4 separate regions of the Zea mays genome follow, and all the other regions are linked to region 3. Evidence: chromatin contacts called from public Hi-C data. All regions are on one chromosome and are shown on one strand. Each heading gives the region's core, a stretch centred on a gene start, on an enhancer-like site or on the middle of the called end of the contact. The rest is flanking DNA. Distances are from core to core; before and after follow the strand shown.

Evidence for each region. A called contact is a pair of places that touch in the nucleus more often than the background predicts.
Region 1: a Hi-C map of leaf shows a contact between it and region 3, with 4 times the contacts expected there. The contact joins the promoter of LOC100276829 here to the promoter of LOC100280461 in region 3. A contact is called at or near these places in 6 of 25 Hi-C or Micro-C datasets (bundle sheath, ear, leaf and 3 more) and 1 of 3 datasets of contacts at active chromatin or transcription factors (seedling).
Region 2: a contact with region 3 is called in a Hi-C map of bundle sheath, with 2.3 times the contacts expected there. The contact joins the promoter of LOC100191291 here to the promoter of LOC100280461 in region 3. A contact is called at or near these places in 3 of 25 Hi-C or Micro-C datasets (bundle sheath, ear and tassel).
Region 4: a Hi-C map of leaf mesophyll shows a contact between it and region 3, with 2.3 times the contacts expected there. The contact joins the promoter of LOC100284247 here to the promoter of LOC100280461 in region 3. A contact is called at or near these places in 4 of 25 Hi-C or Micro-C datasets (bundle sheath, ear, leaf and 1 more).

The regions. Positions count from the first base shown.
Region 1 is chr3:6,475,401-6,478,100 of Zm-B73-REFERENCE-NAM-5.0, forward strand. LOC100276829 reads right to left here and starts at 1,396. Exons shown (of 5, transcript NM_001150538.2): 1 at 977-1,396; 2 at 750-852. The coding sequence starts at 1,198.
Region 2 is chr3:6,761,239-6,763,938 of Zm-B73-REFERENCE-NAM-5.0, forward strand. It overlaps LOC100191291 (putative aurora-related protein kinase family protein), which reads left to right and starts at 1,290. Exons shown (of 9, transcript NM_001136725.1): 1 at 1,290-1,560; 2 at 2,214-2,324. The coding sequence starts at 1,522.
Region 3 is chr3:6,609,129-6,611,828 of Zm-B73-REFERENCE-NAM-5.0, forward strand. LOC100280461 (nucleic acid binding protein) reads left to right here and starts at 1,281. Exons shown (of 1, transcript NM_001153381.1): 1 at 1,281-2,700. The coding sequence starts at 1,386. The coding sequence ends at 2,498.
Region 4 is chr3:6,859,943-6,862,642 of Zm-B73-REFERENCE-NAM-5.0, forward strand. It overlaps LOC100284247 (mitochondrial-processing peptidase alpha subunit), which reads right to left and starts at 1,254. Exons shown (of 13, transcript NM_001254778.1): 1 at 1,088-1,254; 2 at 16-261. The coding sequence starts at 1,123. LOC109944790 (a long non-coding RNA gene) reads left to right here and starts at 1,531. Exons shown (of 4, transcript XR_002267933.2): 1 at 1,531-1,617.

The DNA of each region.
Region 1 (2,700 bases), core at 146-2,645, 130 kb before region 3:
TATACTTCATCTTTTCAATGGACACTGTAAACCACATGGAAAATGTTGCACAAATCCAACTGGATCGACACAACTGTAAAGCCTAATTAGGTGGGAAAAATAACCACATTCAAGTTCTTGACAAATAAACTATTTTCTTGTACAAGTGTAGGCTGATGTAAGATCCAAAAGTAAATAAATAAAACAAGGCATAGTCAACAACAGTTGGAATCTCAAACTGCAAGGTGGAGATACATACAAGGTGTCAACTTCTAGTGTGGTGACTGCTTTACACCAATGTAATCTTAAGAAGTTAAGAGACAACTCTAAGATACACAATGCACAGCAGAAACAAATAGAGATGAAGCTTTTTTTTTTCATTCTGATTCTTACAGTAGTAGCAAATGTAGGCTCAGGAAGTGTAGGTGACAACGAAAGGTCATCGAAAGCAGAATGAAATTGGCACAGATATGTAATACCTAAACTACACTAATCGAGACAGTGCAATCAAAGACAGAAATGAACCAACCGTCACTACAAAAGAGCTCCTAATCATAAAGAACGAAATGGACTTGAACCCACGAAGAGTGAAGGTATTTTTTTCCATTACTACGCCAGATACTCCTACGAAAAGCAAGTTTACTAGCAGCCACGGTAGCCGTGAGAATCAATCGAGTATTTTAAATGCACACCAATTTCAAGATATCGATGAAACTCAAAGAGGAACAGTTGATGCAGGGGCCAGGAACTTGGTCCCTCTCCTTCCTCACCTGCGAGTTTCTGATGGCAGTGAATCTGAAGCTCCTTGCCGCCAAGACGCGCCGCCGTCTCAGCCTCAAGGACTCTCTTGCTGAGCTCCTTGTCCTTGCAGATCTGAAAATAGAAAGGCCGCAAAGGAAAAGGAAAAAAAACCTAGCGCGCGTGAGCAGCGACCGAGAGATGGCCTTCCCCAAATCCAATCACAAAGACAAAGAGCCAGGACCCGAATCGTTCGTACCTGCTGGAGGCGGACCTGGGAGATCTCCTGGCGCTCGCGGCTGGCGCTCTGCAGGAACTGGAGCTCGGAGATGAGATGCTCGCGCTCGACGGAGAGCTCCTCGGCCTGCGCGTACGCCTGGCGCAGCATCTTCACGAGTCGGTCGTACGCGCGGCGCCACGCGGGCAGGTACACCTGGCCCGGAACGCCGGGCGCGGGCGCGCCGTCGTCATCTCTGGCCATGGAATCCGCTCGAATCGGAGAGCAGAGGGAGGCAGAGCCGCAGCAGGGACGGCCGCCGCTTGGGGTTTCCTGTGGATCTGCGATTTGACCGTTTGAGCCGCGAGGAGCGGAGGAGCGGTGGCGGCGTGGAGCGGAGGAGCGGAGCGGAGCGGAGATGACCGTTGAATGTAGGGGCCAGGCGGCAGGTTACATGACTATGAGGAGCCTACAGGCTACAGCCGAGGTCGAGGAATCGAGATCGGATCGCTCGTTTGGTGGGCCTCGCGGCCTCGACTGACAATCACGGGGTGGGCCGGTTTTGCCAGGTAGCCAGGGATGAGAGCGGGAGTTCCTATTGTGTTAAGAAACCGTGACGAAAGGTTTTATGGTCAAATACCGTTTTTACCTCTTAGACTGTCTCCAGCAACGTCCTCTATATACATCCTCTATATCCGTCCTTTACAGTCTTCTCTAAAAGATTCTATCCCCTATATCTATTTCCTCTCTAACAACGTCCTCTAAATCACATCCCCTATATGTAAATACCTATATTAAAGACATTTTTATTTTTAAATTTTTGTACATAGGTGTTTGTCATACTCTCAAATGTGTTGTACATATTTTAGTTTTACTAAAACGGTTGTTTAAAGTATTCAAATAGATAGAGAACTGTTTAGAGGAACTCTATACATAGAGGATCCAGCAGCGTCCTCTAAATTTAGAGTACCGTTTAGAGGACGTTGTTGGAGGGGTAGAGGACGTCCTCATCCTCTAAATTTAGGGTACAAGACCATTTAGAGCTCCTTGTTGGAGCTAGTCTTAGGGCTTCTTCGATTAGGGTTTAGGATTAGATTAAATAGATCAGAGGGATTAAATTATCTTCTATATAAATTTGAATAGAAGAGGATTAAATCTCCCAATCCCCCTCTAACTACCTCAAATCAAACAAGCCTGAGGGTTTCAGATCTCTATATAAGGAACATGTACACTCTTCATATTATACTAGTGCAGGCAGAGAGGTTAGACGTCCAACCTTACATCCTGTGTCTCGCGTTTTTCTCTGTGTGTGGTTTGCTGAGAATGGAACGAACATCTACGACTTCTATCGTTCCTTGCATCTTTTATATTGTATCTGTGGAGGGATGTTACTAGTAATTTTTTCATTGACTTGATTGATCACGTGATTGATGGATAGATGGGCACAAAGTGTTTTTTAAGCTTGGTGAATGCACATAACTACTATATCATCTGGTATATGCTATCGAAGTGTTTTTTTCTTTCCAAGTACTCCCTCGTTCATAGATATATATGAACATATGACGCTGTTGACTTTAAAAAAAACTGACCACTCGTCTTATTAAAAAAATAAGTTATCATTTATTTTGTTGTGTTTTGTTTTATCACTTAAGATAGTTTGTGCTTGATTTAAAATTTTACATCTTTGAAAAAATATTTTGAATAAGACGAGTGACCAAAGTTTTTGAAAAAAGTTAACATAGTTATATATTTATGAACGGAGGTAG
Region 2 (2,700 bases), core at 40-2,539, 150 kb after region 3:
AGGACCAAAACAGGCCTAATAAGGCCACGATAAACGTGGGCTTGCTTTTGCTATAGCTGAGGACATTAAAATACGCTTGTTCTATGGTTTCATACATGGGCAAAGCCCAATACTGTCAAAGGTACGCAGGCCCAAACCACGACCCACTCCCTAACATTGTTAAGGGCCTAGGCCCATGTGACCATGTCATAACGCTCAACCTCAACATAGGAGCCCGATCCAGTCCAACCTCAACGTCGGCGAGGGCGAGGTCGCTGACTCCAAACGTATTATTGGATGATGTGACTCAGCCATGGCACTCTTCTTGTTTCAAATGAGCCTATATAGAATTATTATCCTCTCTTTCTTCCTCACCAGCTCAAACGCCCGTCTTCATTCGTACCTCTCTAGATAAGGTCATCTTGCTAGCAAATCCATGAGGTGTTGAGCTAGTGGAATTGCATGTGCGTGATAATGGTATCCATTTCCTCGATCGTTTCTCTTGAATTTCTTTGTTTCATACTTTCATAATGTATTTTTTTGACTTCAGGTTGTAGTTTGAGGCCTACAATAACATATATAATACTAAAATGATGGATTAAACTGCACAGGTGAATGTAGATGGGAGCAACTTGTGTTATACCCTCTTTATTTACAAGCATATGTATCTATATCGTTGCTTTTACCATTGCATATGTAAGAAGTTAGTATGGATAATGACTGTGATTCTAATTTATTGTTCATGTTAGTAGGTTCGAAGGTTCGACGTCCGAGTGGCACCAAATTAGACAAGTTACCCTTCTAAACTTTAGAGACTAGACTTTAGAATATTCTGTTTGGTTCTAGGGATTAAAATTGACCCAAGAGCATTAAATATTACGCATAAGATATGATAGCCTCTATTTAATACAGTTGGACAGGTTCTAGCTAGGAAGGGATAGTAGGGATCAGTTTGAGGATAAATCCTGTAAAAGTACAAGTTTAGTCACTTTTAGAGGTAACTAAAGGACAAAAGTTTAGAAGATCTCCCTTAGTCATTATATTTGACAGTTTTAACTAAAAGGGACTAAATTTTATTTACTAAACTTTAGGAGATATTACCAAAACAGGCCTAATAAGGCCACGATAACCGTGGGCCTGTTTTTGCTATAGCTGAGGACATTAAAATACACTTGTTCTATGATTTCATACATGGGTAAAGCTCAATACTGTCAAAGGTACGCAGGCCCAAACCACGACCCACTCTCTAGCGCTGTTAAGGCCTAGGCCCATATGACCATGTCATAACGCTCAACCTTAGCCTGGGAGCCCGATCCAGTCCAACCTCAACGCCGGCGAGGGCGAGGCCGCTGACTCCAAACGGCTCGCCTCTCTGCACGTGAGCGACTGGGCGAGGCGAGCCAAGGATTCGACCGTTGCGTTCTCCGCCCAAACCTTAAAGCCCCAATCCCATATCGCCCCACAATTCCAAACTTCGCCTCGCCGCTCCCCCTCCCTACACAAGCTTCCTCCCCCTCCGCGCCGCTCCTCCAGGCTCCAGCCATGGCGATCGCCACCGAGTCGCGCGGCTGCGAGGACAGGGTATGCTACTGCTCCCTCTCCTCTCCCCCACTGGTCTGATCCGCCCGCGGATGATTTTGGGGACCTGCGTGCGTAGATGTGGATTCGTGGGGTTAATCGAGCGATTGGCGTGCCGCAGCCTTGGTTGTGCTTGATTGTAGTTGTCTCCGTGGTCAAATCGGTGCGATTTGTTCTCCCCGTCCCGTCGAATCTGGGGGATTTTCCTGTCTCTTTTGCCCCCTTCTGTTCGTGCTGTAGCGCGTGGAAGCGACAGGGTCAAACAGACGTTTCTTTATTTTCCAGCGTGTGACATTAATATATCGTTGCTTTTATTAGCTGTGCGCGAGTCCATTTTCTAATATTCTTTTGCGGACAGATGATTAGGGTTTGACCCCTATTCCTGCAAAAGCTTGGGCGTCCCCTTTGTTTAGCTGGTTACACGTTGGGCCAGTGAAGTGTACCGTGGGGTTTACGAGATCCTTGGCTTAGGATATTAACTCTCTATTCTGTTCCTGTTCTGATTATCCTTGGACTTCGCTCCTTTTCCTGTGTTTAGAGGTCTGGTAAACGAGGATTCATGGCTGGTTAAGCTTCTGATGGTGGTTTGCGCCTTCAGGGTACTGTGGCTGCAGTATAATGGAAATATAACGATGCATTTTGTTTTCACTTTGCAGGATTCAGCCCATGCAAACGAGGAGAAGCGGTGGGTGCTGTCTGATTTCGAGGTTGGGAAGCCTCTTGGGAGGGGCAAATTCGGCCACGTATATCTTGCCAGAGAAAAGAGGGTAAATAACATAGTTTACTTGCAATGATTATCAGTGTTATTAAAACTACGTTTAAACGTCAAAACTCTAATTAGAGGTTGAAACCACGTTTTAGCGTTTTGGCGTTCTAACTGAAAAACACAGTGTTTTATGCATTTTAGACCATTAGCTACTTTTGGGTCCAGTCTATTAGTTACTTTTGAGGTTCAATCCAGCTCATGGGTGAAGTTTTGGTAAGCCACTAACCTCTCTATTTTGGTATTTAACTTCATATTTTTGTCTGAAATTATGATGTATTGGTATTTTTCCTGTGTTGTTTAAAACTACGTTTAAACAAAGTTTAAACGTTTAAAAGTCAAAATTTGACCCATGAGCGTTCCAACGTTTTACCGTTTTA
Region 3 (2,700 bases), core at 31-2,530:
AACTCAATTTATAGGAATTAGATTCTTAGCTTCCTTAAAATCAAGAAGCTGGTATCTACTAACTAAAAGGTACCAACTGCTTTATTAAAAACTGAGTTACTTTCAAACAGGATCTAAGAGAGGAAACATATAAATTAACGGCAGTTTGTTTTTGGTATGCTGCACCTCATACGTCTCATTCGTATTTTATTCTGGTATCCCGTGGTATAATAGGTCCTTTGATAAGGCTCCTATACCAGCTTCTTCATGGGCTTTATTAGGGTCGGAGCCGCATGAAACACGGCACGAGCGGAAAAACATTTTGTACATAAAAACAGATCATAATTTACAATTTAACACTAATTTATTTTTTTCTATTTATATGGATTAACAGATGATTGGTTGTGAGGGGCTCAAGAGATTTTATTTGCATGACGGATGCAAAGATTATTTTTTCCCCACGAGCAAGCAGCACTTGTGGCGTCCACCCGGAAGAGCGCCACTGCGCGAGCAAACACAAAAATACAAATGAACGATCGCCTCTAATCTGGAAGAGATAGACTTATCCAAAAGAAACTGCCGTAGCGTTAATTATAATAGAAAGAAAGCGGTGGATATACTAGAATTACCTACCTACCCGCGTCCAAAAGCAGTATACCGCCAAAGAAAAGCAGCGGCAGGACAGGACTGCCTAGATTCGTGAAGGCTACCAAACCCAACTCACAGTTCCAAGTTCCAACCCGCAAACCAAACATCGCCGTGCATATTGCATACTGCCCTCCCCCCGCCATCTGCATGTGTCCAAAACAGAGGCGCCACCGCCAGCCCGCAGCCGCAGCTCCCAGCCTTCCACCCCACCCCAGGTTTCCAGAACCTACAGGAAGCATGGCGGGCCGAACCCGACCCGACCCAACCCAACCCGGGACGCAGATGGGGCCAGTGTCTTGCCGGGGCACCAAAGTATCGTACCATGCCGTCCCCCCGCACCTCCCGCCCGACGTGTCCCGAAGCGGGCGCCCCACCCCCACGCTCTCCACATCGCGCTCCGCATGCCTGACACCTTCCCTCCACGCGTCCGCCACTCACGCGATCCTTGGCGCTTCCGCGTTCCCCTCATCTCACTGACCGCGGGCCACCCCAAAATCGTGGGTGCCCGGACTTGACGCGGCGTTACCTTATCGGGGACCCCGTCGTTTGCCTCACCCCTAGTTAGCTAACCGCGGTCGGCTCGCGGCCCGAGGGTACGACCATGGTTAGCAGGCAGCTTTATAAGCGAGCAGCCCTTCGGCCTGGTGTCCCTCGTCCCCAGCCCGCGCACTGCCCCCGGTCTCTCTCTCTCAACACACCGATAAGCCCAGTCCACCGGATCTCCCGTAGTCCAGAGACTGAGTTGAAGGAAGGAAGCCATGATGATGATGGGCGAAGGCGTGAGCATGCCGCCGTGGTCCCACCACGTCCCTGTGAGCGGCGTCGACGAAGGCGACGAGATGACGCCGTACCTGCTCGCGGCGCTGCGCCAGTACCTGCCGTGCAACGACGCCGGCGCCGAGGCCGAGGAGGATGAGGCGGCGGCGGCGGCCGCCGCCATGGCGGCGGGCGTGGACGGCTACGGCTGCGACGAGTTCCGCATGTACGAGTTCAAGGTCCGGCGGTGCGCGCGCGCGCGCAGCCACGACTGGACCGAGTGCCCCTTCGCGCACCCGGGGGAGAAGGCGCGGCGCCGCGACCCGCGCAAGTACCACTACTCCGGCGCCGCCTGCCCGGACTTCCGCAAGGGCGGGTGCAAGCGCGGCGACGGCTGCGACATGGCGCACGGCGTCTTCGAGTGCTGGCTCCACCCGGCGCGCTACCGCACCCAGCCCTGCAAGGACGGCACGGCCTGCCGCCGCCGGGTCTGCTTCTTCGCGCACACCGCGGACCAGCTGCGCGTGCTCCCGCCCACGCCTCAGCAGCAGTCCAGCCCCAGGGGCGCCGCCTGCTCTTCCCCGCTCGCCGAGTCCTACGACGGCTCCCCGCTCCGGCGCCAGGCGTTCGAGAGCTACCTCACCAAGAGCATCATGTGCTCGTCGCCGACCAGCACCCTCCTGTCGCCGCCCAAGTCGCCCCCGTCGGAGTCCCCGCCATTGTCGCCCGACTTCCGCCGTGGGTGCTGGCCGGGCGCCGGGTCCCCCGTCAACGACGTGCTCGCCTCGCTCCGCCAGCTCCGCCTCAGCAGGGCCAACTCGTCCCCGTCGGGCGGCTGGTGCGGCTACCCTGCATCCGCGGTCGCGTACGGATCGCCTACGGGGGGCGCGCTCTACGGCCTGTCCTCCACCCCGAGGGCCACCGCCGCATCCTGCTACATGGCCAACCTGGACCCTCTCGACGTCAGCTTCGGCGGCGACGACGAGCCCGTGGAGAGGGTGGAGTCCGGCCGCGCCCTCCGCGCGAAGGTGTTCGAGCGGCTTAGCAGGGAGGGCGCTGTTTCCGGCGACGCCGGTGGCCCCGACGTCGGTTGGGTCTCCGACCTCATCAACTGAGCGCGGCGGCGGCAGTGGCAATAACAATGGGCACGGAGAAAGGTGATGGTGAGCCGTAACGGAGAAGGATGGTACGGAGTATCCAAAAAAAAAATATTTCCCTATATTTAATTTCGTTCCTCAGTTAATTCCGATAATCCCCGTGTACATATCTATCACCCTGTGAATATTCTCAGTTGGTAAGAGGGAGGATGCTAGGTGG
Region 4 (2,700 bases), core at 4-2,503, 250 kb after region 3:
ATAAACACGACATACCGCAGATGTCTCAGAGGCTATTTTAACACCATTGGGAAGTGTTGTGACTCTTGTTTTGCCAGCCTCCACATGGTCAGGCAGCGGAGGAGGAATAGTCACTCCTGGAAGTGTGAAATCTGGAGGAGGTATTTCATTTGAACGCGCACCAGTCAACCAGGTCCAGAAGCCACCCGAAGACCTCTGTGCAACACTTGTGCTGGCACACCTAATTGCAGCATTCATCATTTGAGCATTTGCCCCATGCCTCTGAAATAGAAGGAAAGAACATATATTACAGTTCAGTGGTCAAAGCCATAAACCTTTCATACAAACAAACCCAAGAAAAGCGTGTTTATTATTACAGTAAAAGCCGCTCGCAGAGCAATACCAAGCAATACTCTTGGTGTGAGGAATCGGAATGACAGTTTTCTACATTCTCACATAAAAAAAGGGTTGTCTACATAAAAAGGGAAATTTGGATCCATACCATTAAAAGATCACCACTTTGGATCCATACCATTACTATCTCACTTACATGTGGGTCCACATGAGTCAATGACATGTGGGGTCCATGGTATATATCTAAAGTTTGGATCTTTTAATGGTATAGATCCAATTGTTCCACATAAAAATCGTGCTCTATCTTCTGCCTATAAACAGACGTGGAAACTAGTATCATAAGTGGCTATGAATGATTGAATGAAATGAAACACTCTTCAACATCACACCGCTTGTTAACTAACACAAAACATCACAAGGGTTTCAAACGCATGCACTGAACAAAATGAATGCAGCATAATCATGTGATCGGACAACCTCGTCCCCAATTCAACAGACAATAAGACAGGACAAACAGTTCAAACAATGATCGGCACTTGCAACGCCAGAAATACCCATCAGCTCAGCTCCCAGGCTGACGCATCAAGCTCGGGCGCGTTCGGACGACGGGAAGGTCCCGACAAGAGGGATCCGCCGTATCGCGACGCGACCGCAAGCGACGCCGCTGCGGATCGGCGAATCGCGCCCAGATCTACCCGAAATGGAAGGAGCCAAGGTCAATGCAAGGGTAGGGTTCCAGGCGTGGGCGGCTCACCTTGAGGGCGCCGAGCCCGGAGGCGACTCGGTACATGGTCGCCGGTTGCTGCGGCCGAGTGACTCGATGGAGTCGTCGCCGACGGCGCGGAGGAGCCGGGGATGGTCGGATGAAAAAACCAGGAAGGAGATGGCGACAGGCCGTGAGACAAGTGGACGGCAACGAATCGAGCTCTCACACTGCTGCAAAAGGATGTGTCCGTGTGTGCATATCAAGCGAGAGAGGCCGAGCATGTGTGGCCGGCCCACTCACTTTGGGCCTAATGACGTGGCCCATGTAGGCCCAGTTATGTTAGTTCTGCTGGGCCTACCGGCCATCATATCACGCGTGATTCGTGAAACCGCCGCGCCGTGCACGGCTGCACGCCGAGATGGGGCGAGGCGATCGCCGGCGCCGCTTGCTGGCTCCACCGTATTCGGCGCTGGTGGCGAGGCGAGGGCTTGATCACAGCGTGCGAGAGGACGGTCGCGGTTCTCTAGGCGCAGCGACTGATGCCAATCGCTGCCGGGAGCGGGGTTGGCGCCGAGCAGGTTAGTTGTTTGGTAGATTGCTGATTAGGTATTTCGTAGCCTGTTTTGCGCATCCGCTCTCAGCATATCGGCTTTCTGGCAGAAAGTTTCTGCAACTTGTTATGTATATCGTTAATCTCGCTGCATTCGCTTATGTGTTTGGCGCGGGGAGTAGATTGTCTCAATTCCACCACAGAGAAGTGGAGAAATTCCTTCCGCTGGTTCTCATTCAGCGAGTGCCAAACTGCAAATAGGTGAAGGTGAAAATTAAAATACGCTACGCATGGGAGCATAGCTTCGATCACCTGCTCGATGAAATGCCGGCATCAGTTCATAAATAGCAGTTGCAGCGTTGCAACTGGCTTGCATTTTTTTCCCCCGGACCCCCCATGAAGATTTGCTCGCACAAGGCTGTCAGATAGTCCATTGTGCTTTTGTTGGGCTGTTTCTGTACGCGTTGGACATCGGCATGCATGATGACATGGGCCAGGTCGCCACGGAAAAAACGAGATTTGGGCGGAGAGTTTGGTGCGCCGAGTAGGGTTGGTATATGCAGGTGATTGGTCGTTGTGCAGCGTAGGTACAGGGTCGTTGGTTGTTTGAATCGTACTTCGTGAGCAGTTAGTGCTGTTGATCGGTTCAGGATCTCGTATCTGGTAGAAGGCACGGATGAGGCATGCAGACTCTTCGAGGCCTCATGCATGGTAGACTGGTAGACGTCTGTAGCTAAAGACAGACTGGTATGGTTTTACTGAACTTGAAAAGGTTGTTAGCTAGCTAATCAATCGATGTTAGTTTCGTAGAGAGTCAACGCAAATCACCTTTGCCAATGGTCAATTGTATACTCCGAAGTCCAAACACACACCTTTTATCACATAAGTTGTGTTTGGTTGGATGTATAAGAAGGAATGAAAAGTGGCGAGCATAGTTTCTATATTGTTTTTGACGAGAGTCACGTGGGGGTGAGGTAAACACCGAAGTATTTTTTTGGTGACGGTGTGATAAAAAAAATTGAGGGCACGATGTCACCTCCGTCTCATTCTACTTTGACCTCAACAAACACGTCCTTACAGTACGTCATATGTCTGTCAAAACGGTGCCCAG